Regions from separate parts of the Mus musculus genome. Here region 2 is linked to region 1. Evidence: chromatin contacts called from public Hi-C data. All regions are on one chromosome and are shown on one strand. Each heading gives the region's core, a stretch centred on a gene start, on an enhancer-like site or on the middle of the called end of the contact. The rest is flanking DNA. Distances are from core to core; before and after follow the strand shown.

Region 1 (2,731 bases), core at 122-2,621:
ATTTGACCAACCACAGACCAAAAGCCTATTTTCTAAAACCCTGACTCTGTGTAGATTGGTTCAGTAGTTAAGAGCATTTGCTGTTCTTGCAGAGGACCTGGGTTCCAGTTCCCAACACCCAGATGATAGCTCACAACCATCAGGGACTCTAGGTCCAGGGGAGCCAATGCCCTCTTCTGGCCTCCAAGTGCACTACACACAAATGGCACACCTATATGTAGGCAAAACATCCATATACATAAAAATAAACACATCAAACCTGTATCTATACTGATCATGCACAGACCTTTTCCTGTAATTGGCTCTAGTAGAGTACAATAACTCTTCATATAGTTTCACATGAAGTAACCTAGAGATGATTTATACAGGAAACTGTAGAAGTTATATGCAAACACTATGCTATGTATGCCGTTTTACATAAAGTGCTTAAACATTCACAGATTTTGGAATGTGAGTGGAGCTGTAAAGCCAATCCCCAACAGATACCTATGCATTTACTTATTGTTATTGTTGTTACTATATACATGGTCACATCCTAAGAATTATCAGGTTAAAGAAAAGTCAAATGCTAAATTTACTCAGATCATTTTAAAGGACAGTGGTGTTTGGAGGAAAGAGAGTAGAGACACAGAGCTAAGTTGTTACCCCAAATAACGGGAGCGAAGAACTGGGGACCTGGAAGAGCGTTTCTGTTTCCAAATGGAGGGCAGGAGAGCCAGAAAAACAAAGTCAAGGTGGAACTAACACTCGGTACCTGTCCAAGGCTTTCCAGCTCTCAGCCCTGGGTACAAAGACTTAAAATAATAAAGCGCTTCAGAACGACTCAACACCCCAGGAGCTAGAGCACTCTGTCTGGGCAAATAATAAACTCAGAATCTGCTTATCAGCCCCACCAATGGAAATGACAGCCGGCAAGGCAAAAATGCCTCTCGATTCTCAGGATAACAGAACCGGCTCACAGGATCTTCGGTTATTACTGATGGAATCCTCCCAGCTATTACACCTCGGAAGAATATTAAGGCGTGCAGCCAGTGAAGACAGATCTAAAGGAGGGGGGTGTGAGGACTTCAGCCCCGTACAATACCGCCGATATTCAAATTGTGCTCTCCTGAGCTGTGTCTAATATCAGCATCATTTTTTAAAAAACAGACATATCAGTTGCAGTCAAGGTTTTTATTTTACTTGCCCCATTCTTCACTGCCTGGATGGGGAGGGGGGGGGAGGATAGGGGAAAAAAAGAATCACCGGCTACATTACTTTTTAATTTAATGCCCTTGAGTAAGGGCAATCGCAGTCAGGCATGATGGGGACCGCTGGAGAGTGGTTGCGAAGGTCCCCGTGTGTGAGTACGGGTTGCAGCAGCCATGTCCGCATCATTTTCTCCAGGTAAAGCTTGCTTCCCATTGTCATGGCATCTCTGCATCCTACTATTTGAATTCCAGACACATCGACAGCACACTGAAGGGCCCCTGCCAATTTTTGCAGCTTGCTTGGAAAAGAGCATCAGGAAGCCAGCATTAGTCATTTATACGACTCCCAGGTCCCTGTTGTAAATTCAGCTTGCGGGCCTGCCTCCAGGTGAGGCCCTGTGGCTTCGCTCTCTAATCTTGTAACCCTTTGTGGCCAGTTTCTTCCCATAAACGTGTGTTCCAAATCTTGGTTCAGGTTGTCTACCTATCTGAATCTTTTTCTTTTTTAGGCTAGAATCCCTCTGCCACGAAAATTCTAGACACAGACAGAATCCAACTCTTTGTCCTCAACCAGACAGGAGCGGTCTGCACAGCCGCTCCTCCTGTATTTTCATGCAGATGAAATCCGGTGAAATTTGACAATGGTCCTCCCACAGCAGGCAGCAGAGGGTAGCCCATCTCATTTAAATACGAGATTTTCAAGGTGCTTTCCTTTCCTCTAGTTCTCCCTCGTCTTTCTGCTTCTTGTTTCCTTCCCATCCTTTCTTCTTGTTAAAAAAAATTTTTTTTTTTAAATTTTTGTTCTGTCTTTGTGTTTTCTTTTGTTAGGGACAGAGGCACAGGTCTCACACTCACTAGCCAAGGCTGGCCTTGAACTCCTGATCTTCCTGTATCCAGGAGAAATTTTTGAAGAATTGTTTTTACGGGTTTAGGAAGATTTGCACAACATAAATGGGGGAAAATGCATATGCAAATTTTAACATATTATATTATACTTATGTATACACATGCACATATACATATTTAACTAGAAGAAAATGTAGCAGAGCGGTGATTATTCTGTTTCTTCTTTACCATCTTATTTAGTTTCTAAAACAAGCAGGTGTCAAGCATTCGTAAGAAAAAAATGCTATTTATAAAAATAAGTTTTATCAGGGATGTTTTTAGACAAAAAAAAAAAAAAAGATTGTTCTAAAAAGCTTTATTATCTGGTCAGCCCAGATTCTCATAAAACCAGAGGGAGGCTCCCGGATACCCACTGGCCCCTGGGCAGCAGAGCTGTCCCCAGAGGCAGCCTCTGGAAGCCTGGGGTTCTAGGTTAGAGAGTTTGGTCCTGCAGAAGCGGAAAAGCCTCACTCACCCATCCGGATTCTCTGTTATGGATCCAGCTGTCCAGAGAGCACACACAGGCATGGAAAAGAAAGACAAAGAAAAAAGGAAGAATTAATTCCTTAACTGGCCAAGTGAGAAGGAGAGAAACGTGATCCCGAACTGTTACAGACCCCGGGTGAGCTTCCTGCCCAGTCATCCCAGGCCCCAAA
Region 2 (2,731 bases), core at 75-2,574, 35 kb after region 1:
CAGAAGGGCAGGCTATATCATACCCTCCTCTGTCTTGATGTTAGAAATAAATTTGAGGGCTGGAGAGATGGCTCAGCGGTTAAAAGCACTGACTGCTCTTCCAGAGTTCAAATCCCAGCAACCACATGGTGGCTCACAACCATCTGTAATGAGATTGGATGCCTTCTTCTGATGTGTCTGAAGACAGCTACAGTGTACTTACATATAATAAACAAATCTTTAAAAAGAAGGAAAGAAGAAAGAAAGAAAGAAAGAAAGAAAGAAAGAAAGGAAGAAAGGAAGGAAGAAAGAAAGAAAGTTTGAGGTTGAAAATTGTTGGGAGCTGACTCTTAGCAGAAACTACTACCATCTCTGCAGCCATCGCGGGCTATTTACTTACAGGTTGGTACTTTTCCACCCTGATGAGAGACTTGTTTTCCTAGCATGATGTTTTTGCAAGCAGCCCACCACAGCTGAACACACTATAATAATATCCTGTTTTTCTCAGACACATCCTGGACTCCCCAGCTTGTGCTTATATACCCTGTCTTGTTTCCATTCTTCGAATCTCTTGCCCCTCCATCCCCACTCTCTCCCTTGCAGACAGACCTGCAGGCCGGTTCAGAAAAGAAAGAGACCACCACTCCAACTATTGTGTCTAGACAAGACAAATTTATGTTTATCAAGAGGGTGTGCTCAGAAGGTTAAAAAGAATCAAATTCCTTGTCCTAAACACAAGTTTTATAGCACTTGGTGGAAAATACTCACATTTGATTATTTCTTACACTTAAGTAGTTGGAAGAAACTTTCTCTGGGACCAGTAGGTTTAGAAGCCTGGTGGTAAGGGCTTGGGCAATTAACATTTGTTGGACAAGGAATTTATCCAGAGGTCATTTTCGGTTTTTTTGAAGGACAGTTTTTTGCCTTGTGGGCCATGGAAGAATTATAACCTCCCTATCATTTCAAAGTTGGAATGCCTTCCCCTGTGTCTCTTTCCCCATCATTCCTTCCTTGCTAAGTGGACAGGGCTCAGAGCAGCAATTCCGAGTGCAGGTGGGGGTGAGTGGCAATGGGAGTCCGAGGCTGGCAACAGAGACCATGGATTGGAAATGAAGCAATGGGTTTGGGACCCAAAGGCCAGGTAGGGTTAGTGTAAGATTTAGGGAGAGGCTTTGAGGATACGAGATATAAAATGCGTGGAAGAAGAGACCAAAGACTCAGAAACAGACTGGCAGGGACAGCAGCGCCCCCGCAGGGCTGACCGCGGGGTGGGCGGGGCATCCCGGGGGCGGGGCTGGGGCCGGGTGACAGTTACATAACTAACCTGTGCTAGCGGCCGCCGAGCGGTTCGGGCGGCGGGGGCGGGGGCGGGGCCGGGGTGGTGCCAAGGCTGCAGCGGGCCGGGCAAGATGGCTGCCGTAGAGGCCGAGACGGGGCTGCTGACCCTGGAGTCGCTGCCCACCGACCCTCTGCTGCTCATCTTATCCTTCGTGGACTACAGGGACCTAATCAAGTAATGGGGCGGTGCTCTCGGCAGGGGTGGGAACGTGGAAGGAGGCAGGGAAGGAGGCCCGGGGTCGCTGGCTGGACGTGGGCTCCCTCCGCAGCAGGGTGACTGCAAGGCGGCCGTTATCCCGCATAGCGCCCCGGGGGGCTGAAGGAGACTCGGGGGAGCGGTCTGGGCATCCAGGTCTTACCCCTGCCCAGGCCTAGGTCCCCGGGAACTTAGCGCCCTCTCCCTCAAGCCTCGGCTAGGCCGGGTTGCGGAAGAGAGAGGTGGCTCCCTGGTCCTGCACCCCGCGGACCCTCGCTGGCCCTTTGGGGCCTGGTCTAGCGCTGTGGAAAGGCCACTGTCTCGGCCCACGCGCATCCCTGTCGCGCCTGGGGTCCCTGATGACCAGAGCCCTCGTGGGCAGGTAGAACGCGCGCGAGAAGGCCTGCGACCTTCTGACTCTGATGCCATCGTGATCGCGGGCAGCATACACTTTGTCTTGTGTCGGCGACTTTTTTGGCTGTCAGTTTCCCTTTTTATGGTGGGTGGTTGGATTTTGGGTTTTGTCACCGACTTCCGGTGAGGCCTTACAGGTGACTGCAGTTACCTTAGGGTTTCCCAGATGACCAGCATTTACTCCAAAAATAAACACCGGGCATGCGAGAATTCTTTCAGAAACCAGGACTGTTTTAGCGTGGAGGGACAAATGGTCCTGCCGTGTGCCCCTTTCTTGTCACCCTCACCCCCTGTGTCAGGATTGTTTACATTCTTGACCGCATAGCCTGGGTTTCTTGTGCTTCCGTATATATTTGTGGAGGCTGCAAAATGGCCCTCTCACATGGGGAAGACACACTTTTGGTTTTTGCTTCATTACTGGAATCTGGGCATCTATGTCCTCTGTTTTTAGGGGCCTTTAAGAGGTACAGATTTCTTGGAGTTACAGGTAGCTAAGTGGTGGCAGAGATATTTCCTGGGTTTTCTGTTATGGCCTCCACTCGTACCTGCTAAGACATTTGTCTTTCCAAAAAACACACTTCCCCCTACTCAGCCTGTACTAACACACAGAAAGTTTTTCTGTAGGAAAGGTTGGCCAGCTCAAATGTATTTCATCTGAAATAGTTTATTGCTATAACTTCTTATTTAGATAGCCTTCTTTCTTTGCTTGCTTGCTGCCAGAGTTACCTTCTAAAGACCAATCTGGCTGTCATTTTTCTTAAAAGCCCATGACATCCCTGTTTACAACACTGGACCCTGAACTTC

The links. A called contact is a pair of places that touch in the nucleus more often than the background predicts.
Region 2: a Hi-C map of embryonic stem cells shows a contact between it and region 1, with 1.7 times the contacts expected there. The contact joins the promoter of Fbxo3 here to the enhancer-like site in region 1. A contact is called at or near these places in 1 of 15 datasets of contacts at CTCF or cohesin (CD8 T cells), 13 of 484 Hi-C or Micro-C datasets (ECoMG myeloid progenitors, ECoMG-derived neutrophils, the G1E-ER4 cell line and 5 more), 3 of 115 datasets of contacts at active chromatin or transcription factors (embryonic stem cells, large pre-B cells and microglia) and 2 of 9 other capture datasets (adipose tissue and pancreatic islet).

The regions. Positions count from the first base shown.
Region 1 is chr2:103,991,335-103,994,065 of GRCm38.p6, forward strand. 4931422A03Rik (RIKEN cDNA 4931422A03 gene) reads right to left here. Exons shown (of 5, transcript NM_175161.3): 4 at 2,551-2,578; 5 at 1,161-1,489. The coding sequence ends at 1,261. Among named protein-coding and RNA genes, the nearest start is that of Gm38515, 12 kb to the left of the region's middle. Within about 2 kb of position 1,372, at least 15 of the 459 cell types and tissues checked have an H3K27ac peak or open chromatin away from gene starts, as enhancers often do. A contact at or near this core is called in embryonic stem cells, where this site is marked.
Region 2 is chr2:104,026,475-104,029,205 of GRCm38.p6, forward strand. It overlaps Fbxo3 (F-box protein 3), which reads left to right and starts at 1,325. Exons shown (of 11, transcript NM_212433.1): 1 at 1,325-1,492. The coding sequence starts at 1,389. It overlaps 4931422A03Rik (RIKEN cDNA 4931422A03 gene), which reads right to left and starts at 1,887. Exons shown (of 5, transcript NM_175161.3): 1 at 1,304-1,887; 2 at 748-813. The coding sequence starts at 749.